Linked DNA regions of Mus musculus: regions 1, 2, 3, 4, 5 and 6 are each linked to region 7. Evidence: chromatin contacts called from public promoter capture Hi-C data. All regions are on one chromosome and are shown on one strand. The core of a region is the stretch at or near the end of the contact, and the rest is flanking DNA. Distances in the headings are between cores, read along the strand shown. Region 1 holds the start of Tarsl2 (threonyl-tRNA synthetase-like 2). Region 2 holds the start of Selenos (selenoprotein S). Region 3 has its middle 110 kb from the start of 4930554H23Rik. Region 4 holds the start of Snrpa1 (small nuclear ribonucleoprotein polypeptide A'). Region 5 holds the start of Tm2d3 (TM2 domain containing 3). Region 6 holds the start of Chsy1 (chondroitin sulfate synthase 1). Region 7 holds the start of Fan1 (FANCD2/FANCI-associated nuclease 1).

What was found. Promoter capture Hi-C pulls out the DNA fragments that hold promoters and counts their contacts. Capture Hi-C pulls out chosen DNA fragments and counts their contacts.
Region 1: a promoter capture Hi-C map of adipose tissue shows a contact between it and region 7, with 4 times the contacts expected there. The contact joins the promoter of Tarsl2 here to the promoter of Fan1 in region 7. A contact is called at or near these places in 2 of 39 promoter capture datasets (the 3T3-L1 cell line and pre-B cells), 1 of 484 Hi-C or Micro-C datasets (the G1E-ER4 cell line), 2 of 115 datasets of contacts at active chromatin or transcription factors (astrocytes and large pre-B cells) and 1 of 9 other capture datasets (adipose tissue).
Region 2: a promoter capture Hi-C map of pre-B cells shows a contact between it and region 7, with 2.7 times the contacts expected there. The contact joins the promoter of Selenos here to the promoter of Fan1 in region 7. A contact is called at or near these places in 7 of 39 promoter capture datasets (the 3T3-L1 cell line, the C10 cell line, embryonic stem cells and 3 more), 4 of 484 Hi-C or Micro-C datasets (the G1E-ER4 cell line, cardiomyocytes, granulocyte-monocyte progenitors and 1 more), 1 of 115 datasets of contacts at active chromatin or transcription factors (large pre-B cells) and 1 of 9 other capture datasets (adipose tissue).
Region 3: a contact with region 7 is called in a promoter capture Hi-C map of liver, with 2.5 times the contacts expected there. The contact joins the enhancer-like site here to the promoter of Fan1 in region 7. A contact is called at or near these places in 3 of 39 promoter capture datasets (the 3T3-L1 cell line and liver), 1 of 115 datasets of contacts at active chromatin or transcription factors (astrocytes) and 1 of 9 other capture datasets (adipose tissue).
Region 4: a contact with region 7 is called in a promoter capture Hi-C map of pre-B cells, with 4 times the contacts expected there. The contact joins the promoter of Snrpa1 here to the promoter of Fan1 in region 7. A contact is called at or near these places in 4 of 39 promoter capture datasets (the C10 cell line, liver and pre-B cells), 2 of 484 Hi-C or Micro-C datasets (the G1E-ER4 cell line and cardiomyocytes), 1 of 115 datasets of contacts at active chromatin or transcription factors (large pre-B cells) and 1 of 9 other capture datasets (adipose tissue).
Region 5: a contact with region 7 is called in a promoter capture Hi-C map of pre-B cells. The contact joins the promoter of Tm2d3 here to the promoter of Fan1 in region 7. A contact is called at or near these places in 4 of 39 promoter capture datasets (the C10 cell line, erythroid cells, liver and 1 more), 1 of 484 Hi-C or Micro-C datasets (CD4 T cells) and 1 of 9 other capture datasets (liver).
Region 6: a promoter capture Hi-C map of liver shows a contact between it and region 7, with 3 times the contacts expected there. The contact joins the promoter of Chsy1 here to the promoter of Fan1 in region 7. A contact is called at or near these places in 1 of 39 promoter capture datasets (liver) and 1 of 115 datasets of contacts at active chromatin or transcription factors (large pre-B cells).

Annotation. Positions count from the first base shown.
Region 1 is chr7:65,643,263-65,646,678 of GRCm38.p6, forward strand. It overlaps Tarsl2 (threonyl-tRNA synthetase-like 2), which reads left to right and starts at 1,636. Exons shown (of 19, transcript NM_172310.2): 1 at 1,636-1,952; 2 at 2,991-3,059. The coding sequence starts at 1,683.
Region 2 is chr7:66,077,357-66,081,071 of GRCm38.p6, forward strand. It overlaps Selenos (selenoprotein S), which reads left to right and starts at 2,293. Exons shown (of 6, transcript NM_024439.3): 1 at 2,293-2,433; 2 at 2,976-3,110. The coding sequence starts at 2,358.
Region 3 is chr7:63,334,096-63,337,708 of GRCm38.p6, forward strand. No RefSeq gene overlaps it. Among named protein-coding and RNA genes, the nearest start is that of 4930554H23Rik, 110 kb to the right of the region's middle. Within about 2 kb of position 2,221, at least 3 of the 459 cell types and tissues checked have an H3K27ac peak or open chromatin away from gene starts, as enhancers often do. A contact at or near this core is called in liver, where this site is marked.
Region 4 is chr7:66,058,215-66,061,836 of GRCm38.p6, forward strand. Snrpa1 (small nuclear ribonucleoprotein polypeptide A') reads left to right here and starts at 2,122. Exons shown (of 9, transcript NM_021336.4): 1 at 2,122-2,478. The coding sequence starts at 2,397.
Region 5 is chr7:65,691,668-65,695,187 of GRCm38.p6, forward strand. Tm2d3 (TM2 domain containing 3) reads left to right here and starts at 1,750. Exons shown (of 5, transcript NM_026795.3): 1 at 1,750-1,902; 2 at 3,476-3,520. The coding sequence starts at 1,812. Gm33234 (a long non-coding RNA gene) reads right to left here and starts at 1,775. Exons shown (of 2, transcript XR_391545.3): 1 at 1,184-1,775. It overlaps Tarsl2 (threonyl-tRNA synthetase-like 2), which reads left to right. Exons shown (of 19, transcript NM_172310.2): 19 at 1-426.
Region 6 is chr7:66,107,420-66,111,191 of GRCm38.p6, forward strand. It overlaps Chsy1 (chondroitin sulfate synthase 1), which reads left to right and starts at 2,073. Exons shown (of 3, transcript NM_001081163.2): 1 at 2,073-2,808. The coding sequence starts at 2,492.
Region 7 is chr7:64,371,995-64,375,315 of GRCm38.p6, forward strand. It overlaps Fan1 (FANCD2/FANCI-associated nuclease 1), which reads right to left and starts at 2,062. Exons shown (of 14, transcript NM_177893.4): 1 at 1,941-2,062; 2 at 267-1,760. The coding sequence starts at 1,509.

The DNA of each region.
Region 1 (3,416 bases), core at 386-2,885, 1.3 Mb after region 7:
TCCTCAGCTCCTTCCACCTATTCCCCAGAGTTACATTTATCCACCTGTCTGTCCACCTTGCTCACATTACCCAGACTCCATTTCTCAGAGTAATTTCTCACCCTTGAACTATCCCACCCCAAGATAAACCCTATTTTGGAACTCTTATTGCCTCCATTACCTAGATTACATCATGAGACATGTTTGACTAAATGCTACCCTCTGTGCCTTAGTTTCTGCATTATACATGGGTATAATGGTATCATCTCTTTTAATGAAGATTTAAGAAGTGACTATTTCCAAATCGCTTCGTTCATGTCTTGGCACATTCTAGGAACTTAAGAACAGTAAAAGCCAACTTTTGTTCTTGCCACAGGAAGCTTCTTGCTCATGGTTATAAGAGAAACAAAGTCATGTGTGAACTTATTACTGGAGTCTTTAGAGTCAAAGCCTGGCTTCTGGAAGTTTCAACGACATAAGCTCAGCTAACCCTCTGAAACATGCCAATTAAAATGACAGTTAACAATAAAAAGCAGAGAAAGGAGATTTATTCATTGTGGTTACAGTGGGAAGATGAACAGCTACAGGGGTTCAGCCACCTACCCCAAGCCCGTCATTGGGGTGCTAATATGAGGTTTAAGTTTAAGTAGAGGCCAGTGGTGGAGGTGTGGCTCCATCATCGGCTTAGTTCCAGTCTGTCCAGCAATTCCTAGGGCAACTCCTCCCCCAGGGGGCAGCAGGGCTTCAGCCCTTTCCTGCTCCAGGATGAGAGCTTAATTCTTTGCGGACCACTGTTTCCAAAGTCCGATAGCACAAATGTTTCTACTTAAAATAATCTTAAGACAGTTATAAACAGCATTTGCTCTAGACTCAAATAGTGAACAATGTTGTGCTGGCCAGGCTGAAGTTTTTGTAGTGCTCTTCTGTGTGTCCTTGCCAAGTGCCACTGTATTTGCACAGCCTTGGCATGAAGGTCTATTTTCAATGGCCGCTTTTCAGAACCTGTTTGCACAGTGTGGTGACTGCAAGAATTTAAGAGGGGAATGAAAGAAATCCATCAGGCTTTGCTAACGGTTTGGACAATCTGGTCAAGAGACGCACCTCCTCTGGGCTTCAATATCTCAAACTCCAGTTTCATTAGACTGAACACACTTCCAGTAGCACCTGGACATGCCTCCAAACGCTAAAGATGCCCATCCGGTGGTCCCACTCCTGCTGCCTAGGTCCAGAGCGTAGTTCTCAATCCTGCAGTGCACCCAACATTGGCCGTGTTCCTGCCCGTGCTCCCTGCCACACTCCCCTGCCCATTTTCCTTGTTTTATGAAGCATTGCTCAGCCGTCTCATCTTCCCCAGCGATGATGCCGCGCTGTCTCATCGCTTCTCCTCTGAAATGATGCCTACCCTTGCCCCTCCCATCACTCCTGCCCCGCCCTTCATTATCCTATAGCCCGCCCCTCTTCTTTGCCCATCGCCTGGCCTCTGCACAGTTGCCCCGATATGGCCCCGCCTCTTGCCCGTGCATCGCTCCGCCCCATGCAGGGATACCCAGCTCCAGCCCCGCCCCTCTTCCTCCATCGCCCCGCCCCATATAGTGATGCACCCCCACTTCACCCCGCCTCCCGAAGTCCTTCAGCTCCGCCCCGCCCCGTCTCCTTGTCACTCTGGCTGGGCTGGCGGGCTCAGGTGGCACAGGGAAGCTACCATGGCGGCCCAGGCCCTGGCGGCTCAGGCGGTGGCCTCGCGCCTGCAGCGGCAGGAGGAGGACATCCGCTGGCTGTGCGCGGAGGTGCAGCGCCTGAGGGACGAGCAGCTGCGCGGGCCCGAGCGGGGCCAAGCCGAGGGCCCGCGCCTGACACGCGAGGTGGCACAGCTCCAGGCGGAGAACCGCGACCTGCACCAGCGCCTGTGTGGCCTGCGGCTGCGCCTGGCGGAGCAGCGCCGCACCGAGGCCGGGCGAGCGGCGGCGCACGAGGTAACCGGCGGCCCAGGAGTACGCACTCAGCGGGTTCCAATTCTGCACCCGGGTGCGGACAGGGCTGCAGGGTGTGTCCCCGCCCGCGCCCTGCCCACTGCCCACGGCCTGGGGAACCGCTAGGTTTCCACCAACCTCCTAACTGACCAGCTGGTATAATTTCTCAGCTCTTCATTGGACAGACTGCAAACAACATTTTTTCCCTCCAGTAGCAGATCAAACTGAGGTGCATGCCTCTAATCCAGAACTCTGGAGGCTGAGGCAGGAGGATGGCTGAGAATTTAAGGCCCGCCTGGAGTAAATATTGAGAATCAGGTCGGCCAGGGCAATATGAGAAGACGCTGTCTCAAATAAAAACTTTTTAAAAGGCCGCTTCAGTGTTTAAGAGTCACAGTATCCTTGGAGAAGAGGACCTAACAGTTTCTATTCTCTCTGCTGGCTGGTTCTGTGCTATCTGAAGACAGGTTATTTTTACTGTCTTATTTTGGTGGTTTGCTTTGAGGCCTATATGTGATCTGTATATTTAACAGAAGTATTTGATTACAGTATTTTCATGTTTTAGAAGATTATTAAGTAACAAATTAGAAGAATTTTTTTTCTAAGTTCTAAAGGCTTTCTAAAACTGAGGGGTTTTTGGTTTTTGTTTTGTTTGTTTGTTTTGTTTTTGCTCTGGCAACATCTAATGAAATAGTGCAATGAATAAGAGTCTGGTGGCAGCCACAATTTCCAGTGACATTATTTGTTTAAAGTTTAGGGAAGAGTGACAGAGAGACACAGAGACTGTGTGTGTTGCAGGCTATGGGACCCATGGCCTTGTGAATACTGGGCAGTGCTCTATTACTGAGCTACACCCCCAGTTTTAATGTGCTCGGACAGATAGGGCTGAACTCTGAAACCAGATCCCTGAGGGTTATAAGTAGATCCTGGTTCCCACAGCCCAGCCGGGACTCTCCAACCATGGGCCCTGCCGTGAGCTCTCTGGGTTTCCTCCTTCCCCGGGTTTCTCATGTACTGCTCTTGCCTCCCATTATCTTTCAGCCTCCTACCCAAAACCAAGAGAAGGACACAAAGAAGAAGAGGCTGAAGCAGAGTGAGCCTGGCCGGGAGGTAAGTCGCTGCTGTAGAAATGGAATGTTCACTAGTAATCCTGGGTCTGCGGGACGTAGGGTAAGGACATAGTTACTGGTGAAATTGTCTGGACCACACCAGTAACCTCTTAGAGTCAAGTTAGCCACTGGCTCAAGGGCTCTCTACTCTTTTCCTTCTTTCTTTTCTCTTTCTTTTGTTTTAGTTTTTTCTTTTTTTGTTTGTTTGTTTTTTGTTTTTTCTTGAAACAGGCCTTCTCTGTCCCTCTTACCTAAGGTCTTTGAATACTATACCCATGGACATTTCTCTCTCCCACTATTTACAGTGTATCTATGCAATGTTACATGGTGTAGCAAGGCTTTGGCTGTCCTGACACTC
Region 2 (3,715 bases), core at 1,043-3,542, 1.7 Mb after region 7:
CCTGAGAAGTAGGAGCAGGATTGCAGGAACTGAAATTAAACCCTAAAACCCATGCACTCAATTCAAAATACCTTAAATTTTAGTTGAATATTATACTGTGTATCTAAGTATGTACACTGGGTTTGTAAACAAAGTTATTGTTGGGTGTGTGTGTCTATTTTTAAATTTGGCTTTGCTGTTTGGAGAGGGGGCTAACTACAGAGATATGCCTGCCTTTGTCTCCCATGGTTTTGGTTTTGTTTTTTGAGGCAGGCTTACACTGCCAAGTGTGGCCTTCCTGTTGACACCAAAGATGACTCTGAATTCCTGATCCTCTTACCACCATCTCACAAATGCTGGGATGAGAGACATTTGCCACATACTCGGGTTTGCAGTGGGGGACCTTACACCTAGGATTCTGTACGTGCTAGGCAAGGAAGCACCTGGCCAATTGAGATACAATCCTACTCCTACTTTGTATGTTTTAACATGTTATCTTTCTGAATTGCTAGTTTCCATGTTAGATTGCAAAGTTCCAAGCGGAAGAGATTCCTTGGCTAAGACTATGTAAAATAATGATTTCATTATTACACTGTTTTATCTGTGTATCATGTACTTTGATCCTATCCATTCACCTCCCTTTTTATTGGTTTTGGGTTTTTGGTTTTTTTCAAGATAGGGTTTCTCTGTAGTCCTGGTTGTCCTGGAATTCACTCTGTAGATCAGGTTGGCCTTGAACTCAGAAATTTGCCTGCCTCTGCCTCCCAAGTGCTGGGATTAAAGGCATGGTTTTGGTTTTTTAAGACAGGGTTTCTCTGTGTAGCCCTGGCTGGAACTCACCCTGTAAACAGAGCTGGCCTCTAACTCAGGGATCAGCCATCCTCTGCCTCCTGAGTGCTGAGATTAAAGGAGTGAGCCAGCACCTCCTCTTTTAATGAAACTAACCCCTCTTAACCAGTGTGCGGGGATTAAAGGCTTTTAAGGCAAGGTTTCTCTGTGTAGCCCTCACTGTCCTGAGCGTCAAATTCAGAGACTCACCTGTGTCTGCCTGCTGAGTGCTGGGGTTGAAGGTGTGTGCCAACATTTCCCCTCCACCTTGTCTTTTAATGAAACTAAACATTACTTATTTCATCATCATGATTGCAGATGTTAAGGGACTGGATCAACAGGCAAATGAGCAACCTCCTCTCTCGTAACCAGATGTTTCACTTGCTCTGTATGATGTGAGAAATCACCTTAAGCAAAGAGAGAGGGTTCAAACTGGCCTCAGAGGTGGGGTGGCAGTCATCGGTACCAAAAAAGAAAAAAAAATTAAACTGATCCTTTTTTACCACTGAGAAAACTATTAAAATCATAAAACTTTAAAAATTTAGCAATTTTTTAAAAAAGCCATGTTGTGTCTGAAAAAAAAAATCAGCAAATTCATGGCTATCTTCATATTCTTAGCTTCATATCCAGTCATCAAAGTCTATTTTCAAGGTGGTTGATAATGTGAAGTGACTCCAGGCTTTTCTCTCCCATGTCCCCAGATGGAGTCGCTGAATTAGAAGATCCTTAACAGACTAGTTTTTATGACACAGTGAGTTTTATTTCCATTTTGGAGATTCAAAGTCCTCAAGCTTGGTACAGCACCGTATAGATTCCATCAGGCTCCTCAGGCTGAGTCATCTCACGGTGGGGTGCACAGAAATCTAGTCTCTTTTTCTCTGGGGACACCCACATTGACCTCATATAGTAGTTTCCCAAAGGATCCCACCTTTAAACACCACAGAGTTCTCACCTTCTTAATCCCATTAATCTATGGAAACTTGATTCCATCAGTTCCTTTTCAAATCGCAGCTATCTCCTTTATTGCCTTCCTAGTATGTTGCAGAGAACCATTACAAAAACTGTGGTAATGTAACACATAAGAGCCTAAGTTGAAGTCATTACTACATTAATTCCTTCCCTTGAGACAGTGGATCAGAAGAAAGGAATTCTAAGTAGATCGCTTTCCGCACGTTAGGGGAGGGGAATCTATGCTGCAAACCTTTAGGGCCCGGTGACAAGGGCGGGACTCAAATCTCATCTCCAGGAGGTTTCAAATCTCTTGAGCCTCAATGTCCAATCAGTATCAAATACAAGATCGGTTATCCGAGCTATGCCGAGTTGAGCTGCGAGCTCCTCCCTGAAAGTCAAACGCGCTTCCGCCTGGGCATCTTTCAGCCCCGCCCTCTGGTCACACCCCCCCTGTGATTGGTCGAGCGTCGAGGTAGGTCGAGCCACGATAGGTCAGTACCGCCACGGCAGTGAGCGCCACGTGTACATAGGGCCGAACCGGAAGCGCAGAGCAGAGAGGAGCAGCGGGCTTGTCGTTGGTGGCGGTGGCGGTGGCCGCCATGGATCGCGATGAGGAACCTCTGTCCGCGAGGCCGGCGCTGGAGACCGAGAGCCTGCGATTCCTGCACGTGACAGGTCAGGGGCGGCGGGCGCCGCCATGCTCGGTGGGTCGGCCTCCAGGAGGCTTGGCGTTAACGCCGCGGACTGGCCGAGCCTGCTTGTTGGGCCGGAGCTCACCTTTCTCGAAGTCGCCCTAGCTGGGCGGGCGCTCGCGGACTTGGCTCACGGGAGTCCCTTTAACATTTTCCTTTTGCAGTGGAGTCCTCCGCCCGGCGTTTCACTCTACCCGACACTAACACACTGTTGTCTCACTCCTTAACAAAGTGTAACTCACGGAGTCTGGATGGCCTTTGCTTTCCTGAATCAGATAGACACGTCCCCTTTAGTCCTTCAGAACCTAGCTGCTGGGCTCTGCACCCTCCGGGCTACTCCCGAGTCCCCTTGTAGTTGAGAAGTTTCTGTACCCAGCGATTCGCTTCTTAGGAGTCCATTTCCAGCTAGACTGTGAAGGTTCTGAAAGAAGAAGCTATGACTATTTTTGTAGAGTATTATTGAAAAAAATGCTATTACCATTTCTGAAACTGGTTTCTTTCTCTTTTTTTTTTTTTTCCCCCCAGTGGGCTCCCTGCTGGCCAGCTATGGCTGGTACATCCTCTTCAGCTGCATCCTACTCTACATTGTCATCCAGAGGCTCTCCCTTCGACTGAGGGCTTTGAGGCAGAGACAGCTGGACCAAGCCGAGACTGTTCTGGGTTAGTGCCATGTGGTAGAAATGAAGGCGCCTGTCATTTACTTAGTGGGTGGTGGCAAGACATGCCTTTGAGGTTTGAAAGATTTTTATTGAGATGCAAAGACTCCGTGATGGTGTATAGCATACTCAATGCACATCTTGTTCGGTGCATGGGGACCAGTCCCTGGAGATGGCCAGGTCTTGTGGAGGAAACAAGAAGTGTCAAGGGGCGGGGGTGGGGGTGGGGGGATCAGGCATTGGGGTCCTGGGAATCTTGCCACCTGACTGACTGGAAGTGGGGTGCTGCTTTATACAGCACTCCGTAGACAGGGATGGATTCATAGATCATATTTTTGTCCCCAGATGTATTTTAGCTTCCTCGTAGTCATAAGTTTAGCCATCATTGATAAACCGTGACAGAGCAGAGTTATCTTTTACAATCATTTTCCCTCATCAACCCCGTAGCCCATTTTTTTAAAGAATCTAGAGGCATATTTTGCCAAAGCATGACAGTCCATTCTCAGGCTGGTAGCTCTTATGGTTTCAAAGGCACTAGACAGAAAATCTCCAAGCCAGCCTGGGTAGGTTGTCATGTCCTATGGCAGTAGATTAGCAGTTTATTTAATC
Region 3 (3,613 bases), core at 971-3,470, 1.0 Mb before region 7:
TCTGATGGTTGACTCTGAGCATCTGCATCTGTATTGGTCAGGCTCTGGCAAAACCTCTCAGTGGACAGCCACACCAGGCTCCTGTCAGCAGGGACTTTTTGGCATCATCAATAGTGTTGGGTTTGGTGTCTGCAAGAGTTTCATTGCATTAAAATTTTAATTTGAACCTTTCGTTTTGTGTGCTAAAGGAAATCTATTAGCTGATGTATGCCAGAGAAATACAAGATTTTTATTGTGACAATAATCAAGTTTCTTGATAATCATTGAAGAGGATTGGTAAATAGATTATGACTAATCACCTGCAAAAACAATACTTGTAAAGCCAGGTATATTCTGTGCCATGGTAGTATCAATATAGGTTACAGCTGTTTCTTTGAATATGCTCTAGGTTTTGTTCTTAAACCACCTAGCAAAAAGAGAAAATGAGCCTTAGTTGGAAAGTTTGAGTCTAGCATAGAAACTTCATGTTTGTTTGTTTGTTTCCCCTTATTACTTACTTATTGTCTTACTTGTCTTCCTAGGCTTCTAAAACAGTGCTGACTAGGAGCTGTTAGTATGTTCGTCTTTCATCTTCCCAAAGCTTAGGGAGAAAACATCTAATCTTTCATCATTAGGATAATTTTGATGGATGGGGGTGTAGTTCAGTGGTGGAGCACTTGCCTAACCTAGGTTCTGGATACAGTATTGATACTGGAAGGAAAGGGAAGGTAAAAGGGAAAGAAAGGGAGAGGGAAAGGGAAAGAGAGAAAGAAAGAAAGAAAGAAAGAAAGAAAGAAAGAAAGAAAGAAAGAAAGAAAGAAAGAAAGAAAGCAGGGAGAAAGGATGGAGAGAGAAAGGAAGAGAAGGAGGAAGGGAGGGAGGGAGAGAGAGAGGAAAGAAGGAAGGAAGGAAGGGAGGGAGGGAGGGAGGGAGGGAGGGAGGAAGGAAGGAAGGAAGGAAGGAAGGAAGGAAGGAAGGAAGGAAGGAAGGAAGGCAAGCAGGCCGGCCGGTCATTCCTTTCAAGCTTTTACCCTAACAATTGCTACTTTAAAAAAAAAAAAAAAATCTCTGTCAGACCAGTATTCATCATCATGCACCTTAAAATTTTATCCCAGCTCTGAAATATGATTGTGAAGTGGGTTTACATACAAATGAAGGGATCTCCCCACATGAAACCCACACCCACAGCCTATTTTGAGCTGTGCTTCTGATATCAAGTCAATTTCATATTGAGTCACTCAGCTCTTCAGATCTGGCCTGTGTGTATGCTCCACCTAGTGGCCAGCTCTGCTAAGTATGTTAGGACCCAACCTGCATTTGCAGCTGACTCCAAAGTACTGGCTAAATGGTATGTCAACTTGATACAAGCTAGAATCATTTCAGCAGTGAGTATCTCAACTGACAAAAAGTTTCCACCAGTAAGCATTAAACAAGTCACATGCACTCTTCTCACTCTAGTGTTAGCTCGTGTGTATTTGTGCTTAGAACTGGCTATTTGGTATTGGGTAATTTTTGACAGTGCCATGTTCCTGGAGAACACGGATTCTCCCCTTTAACCAGCAGTTAATTGTCTGAAACCCTTCATCTGGTGGTGAGTCCTCTAGAGACTTTCCCCTTTCATGTTACTATATCTATTGGTGTTGTCCTTGCTCAGTTCTTGTTTAGATGACCATATTTGTTGAGGTATCATAGGTGAAGATTTGCTGTCATTTCGTGGAGGCACAATCTCACAGCAGATTTCCTGGTCCTCTGCTATTAACAATCTTTCCATCCTCTCTTCTCTGATGTCCCCTTTGCCTGGGATGCATGGGCTGTGCTGCAGATGTATCAGCTGGGCTGGGTACTTCATTATCCTTTGTTCTCTGCATTTTGACCAGTTGTAGATATTTGTAATGATATCAGCCAACTGCAAAAAGAAACTTCTTTGTTGAGAAGTGAGAACTACACTCCTCTATGGTTGTAAAGATATGCAGCTACAATGCAGTTAGATACTAGACTGGTTTAATAAAGTGGCTGTAATAGGCATTGAGAGCCAGACCAACCCCAGGAGGTCTCAGGAGTTCTCCTCCATGTCCTTGCTCCAGAGCCAACTTGGCAAGGTCAGTCCGAGGCTGAGGCCTGGGTGGCAAAGGAATTAAGGTCTTTGTTCCTGGGAAGTTGTCCTCCCCACACCCCGCTCAAAAAGACTGGAGTTACTAGTCCAAAGACCTTTGCACTCTTGCTCAATAATGCTCTTGGGATACCCGGTATTCCCTTTGTGAAACATTATTTGATTAACCTCCTACTGACTTTGTCCATTATATGACAGCTTCTGTTGACTGTCCCATTTCTTCCCTGGAAATAGTATATAAGGTGTTGTTCTTCCTAATGAGCTTGGTTGGCCTTAGACACATTTTGTGCAAGACTTCCTGACCCCCAATTTTCTTATATTCTCTACCTTCTATTCTCTTTACCTTCTAATCTCCTTATCCTCACTGCCCTTGATGGATATTTGCTGCACACCTTTTGTTGTATTTATGCTTCTTGCTGTTAAAGGCCTCTCTCCAAAAGCTAGACTCAGGTAACAAAATGCTAGTGAAAACAAGAATGAAATCAATGAAAGTTCCCTGGGGAAAAAACAGTTATGCAGAAAACTGAGTTTTTCTTGAGAACTTATTACTTCAATATATATTCAGATCACTAAAGAGTGTTGTTAGTAAGCATGGGGAAAAGGGTTTGAGAAGAGTTATTAAAGAAGAAAAACTTAGGGAAGTTTTAGAAACTGACAAGCTGTAATTAAATTACTAAGCTTTTAATGTTCAACTTTAGAAACAAGAAACTTGTATGTATAGGAAGAGATTTTGATCGTGCAAGCTTATGACAAGCCTTGGTGCCTTCCTGAAGGTAAAAGTAGGCAGTTTTAGGAACCCTGATCCTCTTCTGTTCGTTACAGAATTGTAATAAAGATAGAGATCATATTGAAACAAGGGTTCAAGGCAGAGACGCCGAGGCAGGCATCCTGGCTCAGGGAACTGCCTGCCTTCTGAACAGACTTGTCAGACCAGAACTTCACTGATAGACTGCCCTTGCTGAAGCAAAGGGGATAGACTATACTTTAAGAATCAAAGAAAAAGGCTGGGCGATGGTGGCACACGCCTTTAGTCCCAGCACTGGGGAGGTAGAAGCAGGCAGATCTCTGAGTTCAAGGCCAGCCTAGTCTACAGAGTGAGTTCCAGGACAGCCAGGGCTACACAGAGAAACCTGTCTCAAAACAAACAAACAAACAAACAAAAAACAAAAAAAACCAAAACAACAACAAAAAAGAATCAAAGAAAAAGGACAGTGGACAGTGGTCTTATGTCAAATATAAAAGAAATATAAAGGAAGGAAAGAAGAATTAAATAAGGGCTGAACTTCTATAGAAAGCTGTTTGATAAAATAGGTAGCAGGAAATAATTTTTGATCTATTAATCTTAAGCCAAATTGAAACAAATCAACTTTAGACAGAGTCATTCTGTCTAGCATTTCTGTAACCGCTAGGTTTTACGACACCAATCTTAAGAACATATTGAGTTTAAAGAAAATTGATTTTATCATAATGTTAATTTTTAGTTCTTATAAAATTGCTGTTTGCTTGCTTTGTTCTTCTTTCAAT
Region 4 (3,622 bases), core at 872-3,371, 1.7 Mb after region 7:
TAAATCCTGTGCTCAAGATCAACAGTTTAAGGGAGTAGTAATTTCAGGGCAAGATCCCATCCCAGCTAAATTTATTGTTTATGTGTTTGCAGTTGAACAACAGATAGTTATGCTATTATGACCAGGTTATTGCTTTCATTTGGATATAAGGAGATGTGACTGTGTGTCAAATTGGCATGGGGTGACACAAGCTTTTGGTCTGGATCTTGAGACATAGTCACCATGAAGAGCTTAGGTCCAGGCATGGTGGTGCACACCTTTAATCCTGGCATTCAGGAGACAGAGCCATGCAGATCTCAGAGTTCAAGGTCAGTCTACAGAGCAAGTTTCAGGACAGCCAAGTATTAGGCAGTGGAGTTGAAAACAGAAAGTTGGTGATGATGTAATAGAGGAAGGGGGCCGTGCTCCTGCCCCAGCAGAACTCCGCAGCTTTACCCATGTGGCTCTGCCTTTAGAGTCCAGAATAGAAGGGACTTCTGGTTGGCCCATGATACTGATTAGCTGGAGCAAAGAAATTAGCAGTGACTAAGAAGAGACCAGCATTACTGGAGTGAAATCTTCTGGGAAGTGTGTTCTGAGAGCCCAAAGAAAATGTGTTCCAGAGATAGTCAAGGTTGTACCTCATGCTGCAGCTGGACTTGGTAATGTATAAGAATCACCCAGGTGATGCTAGTTTTGAAGGCACAAAGGGATTACGAACAGCAGCTGAGGCTTGGCACTGTGAGAGGCCAGGGATGGTCACTGGTGAAGGTGTAGCCTCAGTTGGAGTTGATGGCCCAGGGCTGAAGGGGTCACCACTACATAAACTCACTCCAATAATCCTAGCACATGAAGATGGAGGCAGGAGAGTGAGCTGTTCAAGTTCCTTCTCAGGTCAGTCATTCCATGACTCAGCAGGTAAGAGAGTGTGTACAGCTCTTTCAGAGGACCAGAGTTCAGATCCCAGCAACCACGTGTAACCCCGACTTCAGAGTATCTGGCACCTCTGGCCTTTGTGGGTATCTGCACTCATGTGCCCAAAACCACAGAGATATAACAAATAATTTCTAAAAGTATTTTTAAGAGTGTTTTCTGCTCATGCTGAGGACCAGGGGTTGACTTCTAGCACACATGTCCAAAGGATCACAACGGCCAGCTCCAGGGAATTTTAGGCTGAAGCCTCCCCTGCACCTATACACAGGTGGGCATGTACATTAATTAGTAAGCTATGATTTAAAAAAAATACGCATATGATTTCGTGCATTTAAGGCTTGGCACTGTGAGAGGCCAGGGATGGTCACTAGTGAAGGTGCAGCCTCAGTTGGAGTTGATGGCCTAGGGCTGAAGGGGTCATCACGTATACACAGGTGGGCATGTACATTAATTAGTAAGCTATGATTTAAAAAAATATGCACATGATTTTGTGCATTTAAGCCTTTGGAGACAGAGGCCAAGGCTCTGCAGGTATATTGTATTCACTGTGGGGCACTCATCACATGGCAATTTCTGATATGTGTATTCCCCTGCACTTCGTATGAATTTTTTTGGTGTTGTTTGTTTGCTTGAGATAGAGTTTCTCTGTGTATCCCTGGTTGTTCTGGAACTGGCTCTGTAGGCGAGGATGGCCTCTATCTCCGAGATCCACCTCCTTCTGTCTCCAAACTGCTAGGATTAAAGGCATTCTCCATCACAGCTAGTCAATATGAATATCACTTATGGTTTATTTTATTTGTGTGTGTGTGTGTGTGTTTGCGGTTGCCGGTGTCTGAGGAGGCTAGAAATGGACGGCAAATCCCCTGAGGCTGAAGTTACAAGCAGTTGTCAGGTGTCCAGACGGATATTGGAATGCCAACTCAAGTCCGTTACAAAAGTTGCAAGTGCTCTTAACCTCTAAGCCACCTGACCAGCGCTTTGGTATGAACACCTAAATGTCTACAGGCTACAAGTTCACCCTCAAGCTTTAAGGTGACTGTACCAGGTCAGAAGGGTTCTGTTTTAAGGCAATCCAGCCTACGGGTCCTGCCCCTTACCTGCGGAAGCCCAAGTTAGACATTTAGGAACTTGACTTTCAGGAGACTTCACAGTCTCCGCCCCTTGTTGGGTGGAGAAGGGAGAGTAGTCCCAACTACCCCTCCCTTGAGGTTCACTGACGTGAGACAGAGCATCCCTCGCGTGTTCTTATCTTTTGGATTAAAAAAACTGGAATCTGGGCTCCCCACACTCCCAGGCACGCTCAAGCCCAGAACCCAGAAGCAAAGACACGGGGGCTACGTCTTCGATTGCTTTAGCCTGGCGGTCGAGCTGCGCGGGGATACGATTGGTGCTGTCTGGCGGCGAGGCGCGGTGCACTGTGGGACACGGCACTGGCGGGAGGCGCAGGCTGGTGTCGGAGGTGAGGGTCCGCGGGCTGCGACAGGATGGTGAAGCTGACGGCGGAGCTGATCGAGCAGGCGGCGCAGTACACAAATGCCGTACGGGACCGTGAACTGGACCTCCGGGGTGAGTTAGACGGAGCGCGGGCTGTGTTCCGGCCCCGGCGCGTGGCTGCGGGAAACCAGCCCCGCCGCGTGCGCAGAGGCTGGAGCCTGGCCCGTGGGCCTCCACCCGGGCTGGGCGCCTCCGATCCACCGTCCCGCAGGGCCCTTTGGGGCTGTTTGTTACCGGCGTTCCGGCTAGCAAACACGGCGCCTCGATTCCTTCCCCGGACCGTACTCACTAGGCATTGCCCCGCTCATCGAGCAGCTTTAACTGTTGGAGGACTAGGAAAATAGAAAACGCTACGGACAGGCCGGCTGCTGGCTGGTGTTTTTTGTTTGTTTGTTTGTTTGTTTGTTTGTTTGTTTTTTAGCAAAAGCGTTAATGTGGCACCTGAGGGTAGGGTGGATATGTACCAGAGTTACCTTAATTGCCCCAATAATTCCGGTTTGGTTTTGTTCATTTGTTTTTGAGACAACGTCTCGTGTATTCCGAGCTGACTTCAAACCGTTATATAGTTAAGGTTTATCTCGAACTTCGGACCCTCTTGCCTCCACTTCCTGGGAGCTGGGTTTAAATGCCTGCACCACGTTTATATGGTGCTTTGGATGAGCCCAGGGTTTCATGTCTGTCAGGAAAGCACTCGCGCTACTGAGCCAGACCCGCAGCCCCGGATAATTTGGTGTTTTCAAGATTGAGCTGTTTGACCGTGGCATAATGGTCACTTCTGTGTGTGGGGTGGCGGAACTCACCTGTTCAGTTCTGACAGAAGTAGCACTTGATTTTTAAAACATAGAACTGAGAGGTAATCGTTAACTATTCAGGAGATGGCTTTGGAAGGGGTTAAGATTATAAGACTGTGACCAGAGGCAATCAAAGTCTCGGGGGCGCTGTGCACTGCCATTTTTGAAAGTTTCTTCCTGCCTATGGGAAATCCTAGTGTTCTTTGTGTTTGTTGAATGAAATTAACTTTCTTGGAGAAAAGTCCGGTTCAGGAGCATCTGGGTCCTTTCACTGTCTTGGCACAGTTTTGATGTCTGCTGTCTCTCTGAAAACCGTGCAGTCTGGAGAATGCTTATTCTGCTACCATATCTTTTATTGCACTCCTTCACAGCTGGGTTGTGTCCTTCCTTATAGTACCTAGCTCAGTGACGAATGTGAATACCTC
Region 5 (3,520 bases), core at 500-2,999, 1.3 Mb after region 7:
ACCAGAGCATCCGCGTTGCATGTATGAGGCCTGAGCTCCATCCCCAGCAGCCACCACCTCTCACCCAACAATGACAGGAATAGGCTTTCAATAAAAGCCCATGGCCCTTTTGTAACATGGAGGGGAGATGTCTTATTTTCTAATACACACATCTCAGGTATTTTTATGGCTGCTTTACTAAAGTTCACACTGAAACTCATGCCCAAAGCTGGAATTGCTATTTCATTTAGTGTGCAATCATAAGAGAAGTACTAATATCCTGTTAGTGGCAAAGGACTATGAAACCTCAAAGAGATTTTGTACAATCTGTTATTTGCATTGTGAGTTAAGAGTTACAGTTTTAATGCTTCTAATCATAATTCATTATATTTATCTTTAGAAACACTAAAGTCCTAAATAAAATGCATCACATGGTGTTTCTAGAGCCTCGGTATGTTCCATTGTTGGACGCTTGCCTGGAGTTGAACCACTGCTTTCCTGGGGTGTTTCACTTGTATGTTGAATCGAGTATATTTCTGATTTTTTTTTTTTTAAATCAAGACTGGGTTTCACGATGTAGTTCTGGCTGGCCTAGAACTCACTGAGATTTGCCTGTCTGTGCCTCTGGACTGCATTTCTGATATATTTAAATTATTTTTATTTTGTGTGCATGGGTATTTTGTCTGTTGTCTGGGCACTGCAAGAGTGTCTTGTGCTTATAGAGGTCAGAAGAGGGTGCCAGATTCCTGGAACTGTAGTTCTGGGTGATTGTGAGCCGCAGGTGGGTGCAGGGAATCAAATCTAGGTCCTCTGGAAGAGCAGCCAGTGCTCCTAACTGCCGACTCAGCTCTCCAGACCCTGTAGTTCCGATTTCAACCTTATTGTCTTGGCACTTAATTAAAATACCGTTATGCCAAAGAGAAATTAGTTACAGATTTATTTCACTAGGTGCAGCAGAATTCAAATTAGATGCAGAGAAGCATCAGTCTTTGATATATTATTGATTCTCCTGAACATGAAGAGTGAAGCATCATAGATGAAACCAGTGTGAGGGTGTAGGGTGCGAATTGTAACCATTTTTAAAGCTAACATTTACTGCAGGATTGTTGTGCGCCGAACACCATTTCATGTACTTTTTCACTTATCAGATGTGCAAGTGGGAATTTGGGGACCCCAAAGTGCAAGTCAACAGAGAGAGACATACCAACAGCATGCTTCCTGAAGTATATGCCATAGAAACAACGTAGGTTGCAGAGAGCAGCTCCCCCTCCTCGAGGTTGCTCTCCTGGCCAGTTTGGGGTTGGACTCTGCTCCTACGTGAAAATTCCACACACTTGGCTCTTGTCCCAGGCCCTGAGACCTAACCTGTTTTTCCAGTCTCAGAGGAACTCTAAACTCCGCGTGTCCCCCAACAGGCTGTGGTAAAACCTAAGGCAGGAGCCCTGGGTCCTGGTGCATGGGACTCTTGGAGCTGCTTCCCTGGCTTCATGGGTCAGCGGAACTAAAATGGGCTAACCACATCGCATCACAACCGTTTCCCAGACTCCCAATGGAAAGAGAAGGGCATCTCTTCAAAGGCAGTGAGGGGCTATTCTGGTCCGAGCTACTTCCTGCTGCTGCGGGTCCCCAGTTTCATTCATTTCCCTTGGCCAACAGCACTCAGAGCACGGCGACAAGGAGACCACCCAACCTCCGAGCTGGGAAGCAATGACACCCGCCGGCGGCGCCCCGCAGCAGTGCGCCTGCGGGCCGCGCCCGGACACGCCCCCTTCGGCGCGCCCCCACCACAGCCCCGCCTCCTGGCCCGGAAGTGCGCACGCGCAGCGACAAAAATGGAGGCTGCGGCCGAGCCGCTGCGGTCTGTCCGCCACCTGTCCCGCGTGCTGCTTTTCCTGTCCCAGTGCTACATTCTGTCGGGAGATGGTGAGTTCAAGGCTGGGGGCCGCACCGGGTGAGCTGGTGGCAAGGGGGTCCCCGGAGCCGCAGGAGGCCGGCGACCGACGCCTGGGCGCCGCAGCCCGAGGCCGCAGCACTGCGCTCCAGCCCGCCCCGAAAACCGGTGTTCCCTGAGTCGGTAGCCCAGAACCCCAGTCGACCCCGTCATTTCCGTTTCTTGAGCCGTAGATGCCCAGTGCAGCCCCTACCTGTTAAGCACACAAACCAAGGGTATCCTATCCCATGATAACATGCCTTTCTAATTGTAGGATCCTTAAATTTAGAGCATTCGCAGCCGCTGGCTCAGGCAATAAAGGATCCGGGCCCAACACGTACATTCTCTGTAGTTCCCAGGGCAGCAGGTACTAGACGTTTTCTATTCTAGTAAATGTGCATATTTATAAGGAGTAGTTGCCCGCCCCCCTTTGTTTTCGATACAGGTTTCTTTAGTATAAGAAGTCGCCTTTTGGTTTTGGCTGTTAGATGTGGTGTTGTTTAGATATGTAAATTAAGGGCAGACAGCCGCTTTCAGTAGACAGTTTTGGTCTTTTTGAAATCTATGACTTACCTCTTCATCCAGCCTTACAGGACTCTTCGTTTCTGTTTATTTTTTATTTTCCACTCTCTTCCAGTTCTTTAGCCAGTACTGTTTTCCCTTGAGTTAAAAACCAACCAACCAAACACCGAACTCTACAATGCTTCCCTAATGTTATATGATGTGCTGGGTTAAGAAGGTTGGATAGATACCTGGAGGATAATCCGGGTGAGATCGGGCTTTGAGGGATCTTTGTTTCCTCACCTTTGCAGCCACTGTAGTTATCTTGATTTAAGGCCTTTTCAGCCTTGTGATTTGAACCTTCCAACCTCGGGCCACATGGAGATAGGAACAATAGTGGGAAATGGTATTTATAGCGTTAGCCACTTCATGTCACTTCCAAGTATTCCTGTTTTGCTAACTGTCCGCTAGCTCTTTAGGTTCATCTGTTTGGAGTCCTATTATTTCAGGGATTGGACTTGAAACTGGCAGAGGCATTTCACAGATTTTTATTTCGACGTATATACTAACACCAGTATTTTCTAGAATTGGAGGGCTGAGGGTGTTGTCATTTTTGTGGTGGGGGCGCGCCGAAGGGGGCGTGTCCGGGCTTCATTTTTCCATCAGTAACTTTTGCTGGAAAGGACATTGGATTGGATTTGGAGAGCTGTGTGTTCTGGTTCCAGTTCTGTCCAACATGTCCTCTGGTATTTTGCATAGACTCTGCCTTATCCAAGCTTTAGTTTGTCCTCTGTGCTAATAGCTCTTGGGTCTGACCTGGGCCCACATTGTCTCTCAATGAGCACTTATAGTTTTCATGGCCATGTGGGAAGCAGGAAGGAGAGACGTTTTACTAATCACACCAGTTAGCAGGTCACAGCCAGCTGGTGACAGAAACCCTCTTAGATTGCAGGTGTCACTGACCCCAACTCCAAGCTGTTTGCATTCTAGCACATGTGTCCTTGCTGATTGATCTCGCCACCATTGAAAATTGCCTTTCACTGTTCTTTTGCTCACCATCCGTAGAGAATCAGCTGTTCTCTCACCTCACAGAAAGTACTGAAATCCCTC
Region 6 (3,772 bases), core at 823-3,322, 1.7 Mb after region 7:
CCTGACACACACACATTCCTGTCTTTTCATTGGACTTAAGTTTAGAAAATATAGACCCGTCGAAAGCAGGCTTGAAGATAGTGAGGGCATTGACTATGTCACAGCGTCCAACATCTGTGTCTTGCCAGATTTGCGCTTTATGTAAATCAGTGTGAATTATGAATTATGGGGCAGCTGCTGAACTTGGGGGCTCTGGTGACGTCTTGGTGTTTGTGGTTATGGTCTTACTGGAACCTTTCTCTATGGTTTCCCAGCCTGTAATTCATGGCTAGGTGTCCTGTATTTCCCAGAGACCACTGCTGGAATCTGGTCTTCACTACACAATGAATATTTTATCCTTAGATGTGGACCATCTCTTACAGGGAGAGTCAGGGGAGGGGAGGCGATGAACTATTTTTGAAATAAATCACACGTGTCAAAGAAAGTGGTACTATCCAAAGAATAAACAGGAGTAGCCACCATTCAGTGGTGGGGAGGACTGTGCTTCACACAGCTTTGTGGCTTAAACTGGAATATTTCTGTTGTTTGATTTATTAATCATGAAAAGGAGCTACAAGAATAGGCTGCCCATCCACCCACCCCACCCCACCCCACCCCACTCGAAGCACTCTTGTTTTGTTGTTGTTTTAATATTTATTTATTTTATGCACGAGTACACTGTCGCTGTCTTCAGATACACCAGAAGAGGGCATCGGATCCCATTGCAAATGGTCGTTAGCCCCCATGTGGTTGCTGGGAATTGAACCTCTGGAAGTCAGTGCTCTTAACCGCTGAGCCATCTCTCCAGCCCCATTTTCTATCTTTTTGTTTGTTTCTTTGATTGATTAAATGAGAACTTCTTAGGCTCTGGGACCGTAGTTCAGAGGATAGAGTACTGGCCCAGTGTATCAGAGGTCCAGTGGCTGATCCCTGGCACCAGGGCTGGTAGCACACAGGCCTGGAATTCAGGTGACTCCAGTTCCATAAGCAAGAGGATCTGGAGTTCAAAACGATCTGCAGCTTCAGCTAGCACCTGGGCTCTATTAGAGCAGGTCCAAGTGGCTACTTTGCGATTATAATCCTAACACATTGGTGACTAAGAAATAAAATTGGTATTTACAAACATTTGTCATGTGGGCACCCAAGTTGAAGGGCTTTCGTTTTTAACAAAACGTATAAAAGTTAAGACAGAGCAAATATAGGGAAACTGGTATCCAACTTAAAAATCCATTCAGCGAGCCTAACTTACTTGGAGACCTCCAGAATAGTAAGAGATCCTGTTTCAAAAAACTAGGTGTATGGCTCCCGAGAACCCATCCCCCACACCACGTACACAATCCATATCCGTTTTATAAATCTACTCTTAAAAATACTGACAGACTTAGGTGAGGGGGGTACTAACCAGCTCTCTGCTCACTGGGACTAAATACAGGTATTTATCATCTAGTGGTAACTCACCCACCCATCTCTTCAATATCCATTTAAAAAACTAATATGCCGGGCTTGGTGCCGCTCGCCTTTAAGCCCAGCGCTCGAGAGGCAGAGACAGATCTCAGATTCTCTGAGTTCGAGGGCAGCCCTAGCTACTTAGCGAATTCACGTTTCGCTCCCCAGCCCGCAAATCCCCTAGCGTTCCTAGGTGAACTGTGGCCGTGTGTGGCTCCAGCCCCGCCTGCAGCGTACAAAGCTGCAGTGTGGACCCCGCTGTCCTGGCCACCGAGTCGGGAGGTCGGCCCGGGGAGGGAAGGGCGTGGCGGCTCTCGGGGCATCTGGGGAGCCGGTCAACTCAGTCCACGTGCGGTGCCGGACCGCCGGCTCCCAATGCTGGCGACGGGGGCGTGGCCGCGGGTACCGGGCAGTGGGGGTTGGAGGGACGCCCGCCCCGCTGTCGTCGATGCTATCCCACGCCCCTCCTGCCTGGCCGCAGACTGCGGGGCGGGTGCTTTTTTTTTTTTTTTTTTGGTTAAACTTTGGCCACGTGAACTGCCCCCCATTCACTTTTGCGCCAATCACGAGGCGCGGACGGATCCCGAGAGGGGCCACGGCACGCCGCCGGCGGGCCGCTTCTTAACGCGCGGTGCGTGACGTGAGGGGCTCCTTTGCAATGGCGCGCTAAGCCGGAGGATGTGCAGCTGCAGAGGCGGCGCAGGGCACCGAGAGGGCGGGCGCAGCGCGAGCCGAGCCGAGCCAGCCGGGGGACGCGAGCCGCGGGAGCCGCTGTCGCCTCGCGCCGGAGTCGCCGGCCGCGCGCGCGGGGCATGGTCCCCTCTTAAAGGCGCAGGCCGCGGCGGTGCGGGCGGGCGCGCGGAACAAAGCGCCGGCGCGGGGCCTGCGGGCGGCTCGGGAGCCGCGATGGGCGCGGCGGGCCCGCGGCGGCCGCGGCGCTGCCCGGGCCGGGCCTGGCGGCGCTAGGGCGGGCTGGCCTCCGCGGGCGGGGGCGGTGGGCTGAGGGCGCGCGGAGCCTGCGGCGGGGACAGCGGGACAGCGGCCCGGCGGGCGGAGGGGCGCGGGCATGGCCGCGCGCGGCCGGCGCGCCTGGCTCAGCATGCTGCTCGGGCTCGTGCTGGGCTTCGTGCTGGCCTCGCGGCTCGTCCTGCCCCGCGCCTCGGAGCTGAAGCGAGTGGGCCCGCGGCGGCGCCCCAGTCCCGAGGGATGCCGGCCAGGGCAGGAGGCGTCGCAGCCCGGCGGGGCGCGCGGCGATGCGCGCGGGGCGCAGCTCTGGCCGCAGGGCTCGGCCGCGGAGGGCGTCCCGCGCGACAGGAACTTTCTCTTCGTGGGAGTCATGACAGCCCAGAAATACCTGCAGACCCGCGCCGTGGCCGCCTACAGGTGAGCCCCCCTTTCGTGGATGCCATCGCCTGCATCCGGCATCCTGGCTGGCGGGCGGGCGGCGTTACGGGTTCCCCGGAGGCTTCTCTGGTAGCTGCCAGCGGCTCAGCGCAAAGGCAGCAGGGCTTAGGATGGTGAGCATCTCTCAAGGGCAAGGCTTTGGGATTGAGTACGCTGGCCTCAGTGTGTGTGCCTCTCAACCTCATCTCCAGGGAGACACGTAAGCTTTCTGTGTTCAAGACTTCTTTGTTAAAAGGAACGAGTCTCCCCCATAAGGTGGTGGCGAAATTCAATGTTGTACCTGCGATAGTGGAGGCAGAGTTATAATTTGAGTCTCTAAAATAGGCACTTTGTCATTTCGAAGGGAGAGCCCGCTTAAATTAACCTGGCTAGGGCTCCTCCGTACTGTACTTTAAGATTCTCACTTTTGGTGAGCGTTTCCACTCTGCCTTTGAGCAACACTCTGGTTTGTTAAGTAGAGAAAAAGAACCTTGAGGAAAAACAGTTTGTGTGATCGATTTAGTCATTGTAAGACTGCAGCCTGGTGTTCCCCAGCGCAGCCACCAAGGCGTATGCGTGGTAGGAAGTAACTGGGCCCTAGTAGGCTAAAGGAGTCAGTAGAAGTGGCAGCGATCATGTTCAGGATTAACAAAGGGATTAGCCAAAGCTGCCTTTAGAAAAGGAGATGGTTTTAGAGTGGAGGGCATGGTTAGAACTGTATTTGCATTGAAGTGAATCTGAAATACAAGAGGGGTAGACCCAGGTGAAGGAAGGGACTCGTGGAAACTTTTGTGTGTGTGAAGTACAAAAACCTTTACTGTACGGGTGAAGTCTGGCGTTCTTCCAGGCAGAGACTCAGTGGCAGGAATGGTTTCAGAGCACGGATGTTCTGGGGCTGAGCTTTGTGAGCAGGGCTATACTAGTTGATGTTTGTTTTTACATTTTTTAACCAGTGCTTTTATAA
Region 7 (3,321 bases), core at 812-3,311:
AAGAAAGAAAGAAAGAAAGAAAGAAAGAAAGAAAGAAAGAAAGGTAGGTCAAAGAAAGCTACTGCCATAGTAACTGAAGTACTGTTTGCACAGCAGATATCACCAGGCACAAGAACTGGTTTTAAATGGGCCTCTCCTTGACACAGAGAGCCAGCCCGCAGTACTCCCACAGTGACTCCTCGTGGTGGTCATCAGACTACTTACTGGCCCTCCCATGGCACACAAACCAGACGAGGAAGCTCTGAAAGCCAACAGGCCGAAGGTACCTGACAACTGGTAAAACCTGGTGATAATCGCCTTCTCCTGCTCATCGAAGAGCTTCATGTCCTCTTCGTTCCCAAGGAGGGCCTGCAGCACCACCAGGAAGCTCCGCAGGTAGTACGGGTGACTCAGTGCCAGTTGAGCTGTCTCACTGGGGCCACCGCAGCTGGACCCCTGCTCCAGAGGGCAGTGTAAGACACTGCCAGCTTCCCTGACAAGCTCTTGGTTGTTACTCCACGTAGTCATGTCAGACATGTCAACATCGGTAGGACCATTTGATTCTGCCTCCCCAGACACCAGCGTTTTGGCCGCAGCATCGAAAGTCATTTGTACTTCTTTGTGACTGCGCACCTCGAGCGGCTCAGCAAGCCCTACATCTGCCCTTCTGGCACTTTCTTGCTTTACAAGAGTGTCTCCCGGAGAGGATTTCGTGTTACTGACGAGAGTTGAATCTGAGGACAGTAATATGGAAGCATGCTCTGCAGATGCAGGGGTGAGGGCTGGCTCCCCGCAGGAAGCTTTCTGGCTTTCATCTCCCGTTATTTTATTGTTCTTTACCTTCTGTTCTGAAGCATTCTCTTCTTTTAGAGGTGCACATGAATAAATGTTTTCCTTTTGGGAACTGTTCAAAACCTCATCTTTGTCTTCCATCTCTGGACAGTTATCAGTCAGGCTGGTGCCAGGTGTGGACGGAGAAGTCTGTGGGCACTGACTGGCTAGTCCCTCATTCTTAGCGAGTGATTTTTTAGCGTTTAAGTATCGTCTGGACAATTTCGATGTCAGACTTCCCAAAGGCATAATTTCTACACTCTGATTTGGAAGCTCATTTTGATCTTTGGACACTAAGGCATCTTTAAAGTAGGGACTGGTCTGCTGTTGTATGCCCAGTTTTGAACCACATTGGACAGAAATTAAACTTCTCTTTGGTGGTGATAATTTCTGAGGTGTCACATTCTCTAAAGGACCACTGGGTAAATCTGATGTAGGCACAGTTGGACTCATTAATCCAGCCTGAGCAGGCTCTACTTGAACGTCATCACCAACACCGTTGTTAGCACAAGACTCATCAAGGTGCCGAATGAGGTCATACCTGGGCACCATTTTATGACAAGTTGAACATGCAAGTTTAGCAGGTGGTGCACTGTTAAAATACGAAGTAATCGAATGACACTGGCTTTTTGCAGTTTTGCTGGTAGATAAGCTTCTACGGGGTCTTTTTTGATCAGGTGATTTCCTTTGTGACGGCATGACTATTAGAGAAAGTGGGCGACCCAAGAAGAAAATCAGGTCATCTCAGGTAAGGACCGAAATGTTTTACTTTCATTCACTTGGCTTGAATTAGTAAAAACAACAACAAAAAAAAAGGGTCCCTGCTACCTCCTCATCAGTTAATACAGCGGCCACCCCAGGTGAAGGACCCTAAAGGGTTACTTTTACTCTCGCCGTGAACTAATACAAAGTGAAATAGCATTTGATGTCGTTATTCGTTCAACTTCTTCCTACAAAATAAAATACATGAGTTAAAAATATTTTTATACATTTACGGGGTCGGCCGACAACTGAAACGTAGAATGGCAACTTCTGGAACGAGAACCCTGAAGTGGATACAGATCGGAGCGGACCTGCAGCTCCGCGCATGCTCTGTGTCCCTCGCTTCGGAAGGACCAAGCTGCACTTACTTTCAGGGCCTTTCTAAGAACCGTTTGTCTTAAAAAGAGGACGCTGACTCGCTCAGACTCCCCTGAACTCACTGCAGCGGAACAGGCTGAGTCGCTCTCAAAGGGCCACAAGGCGGGCAGTCGCTCTGCGCAGCCCGGACCAGCCAGAGCAAGGCGCTACAGGCATCCCCAGCCGATCCCCGCGTCTTCGCTCCAAGGCTCAGCTAGTGGAGGACAGAGTGATCGAGCAGAAGGCGGACCAAAAGAGAAATGGAGTGTGTAGACTGAGGAAACTGTGACATGATTGTACTCTACTACCTCAAGAGCTTTACACTAAGGTAGCAGAACATTAACCGTTGTGGTGGTAATCCCTTTTTGTTTTGTTTTTTGAGTAAAGGTTTCTCTGTAGACCTACAGACTCACTCTGTAGACCAGGATCACCTCTAACTCAGAGATCATCCTGCCTGTGCCTCCAGAGTCCTGGGATTAAAGCCATGCCGTCATCTCACCCAGCATTCCTAACACAACTAAAAATTAATGAAACGCTATGATACGCTAATCATGATAAATATTTTATGATTAGTTTGACTTGACATGAAAGAAGGACCAGAGAAAGTTAGATGAACAGAGAGAAAATAAATAGAAAAACCAAATAAATCAGGTCAATAATGACAGGAAATGGTCATGATTAATATACTTTAAAGGTAAAACTAGTCCGATTAGACTTAAAATGTAGTTCCTAACTATGTGCACATACAAGAGCCTGGTATAGCAAATTGTTAAAATTTCCACAAAAATACAAACTATGTAATAGTTAAATCACTGCTAAAACTAACACCTTAAAGTGTGGGGAGATGAGATAATTACTCAAAAGTATTTATTCAGAGGAAAAAGATAAATCCTATTTTGAATAAAATTTAGGATGTTTTTGGGCGTGGTGATACACACCTTTAATGCCAGCACTTGGGAGGCAGGAGCAGGCGGATCTGAGATGGAGGGCAGCCTGGTCTACAAGGCTTCTTGTGGCTGCATAGTGTGACTCTGTCTCAGAAACAAACACCAACTTGGGGAGATTTTTAAATGTCCTATTAGTGGGGCCATAGTCAGAGAATGGCCCCCAAACTCATGTGTTAAAATATAATGGCTGGGACTGAAGAGATGGCTCAGCGGTTAAGAGCACTGACTGCTCTTCTGAAGGTCCTGAGTTCAAATCCCAGCAACCACATGGTGGCTCACAACCATCTGTTAGGAGATCTGACGCCCTCTTCTGGGGGTGTCTGCAGACAGCTACAGTGTACTTACATGTAACAGTAAATACATCTTTGGGCCGGAGCAAATGGGACTGAAGAAAGAAGAAAACGTAATGGACAAAGGGGAAAATGTTGGCGTATTTGTTGTATTA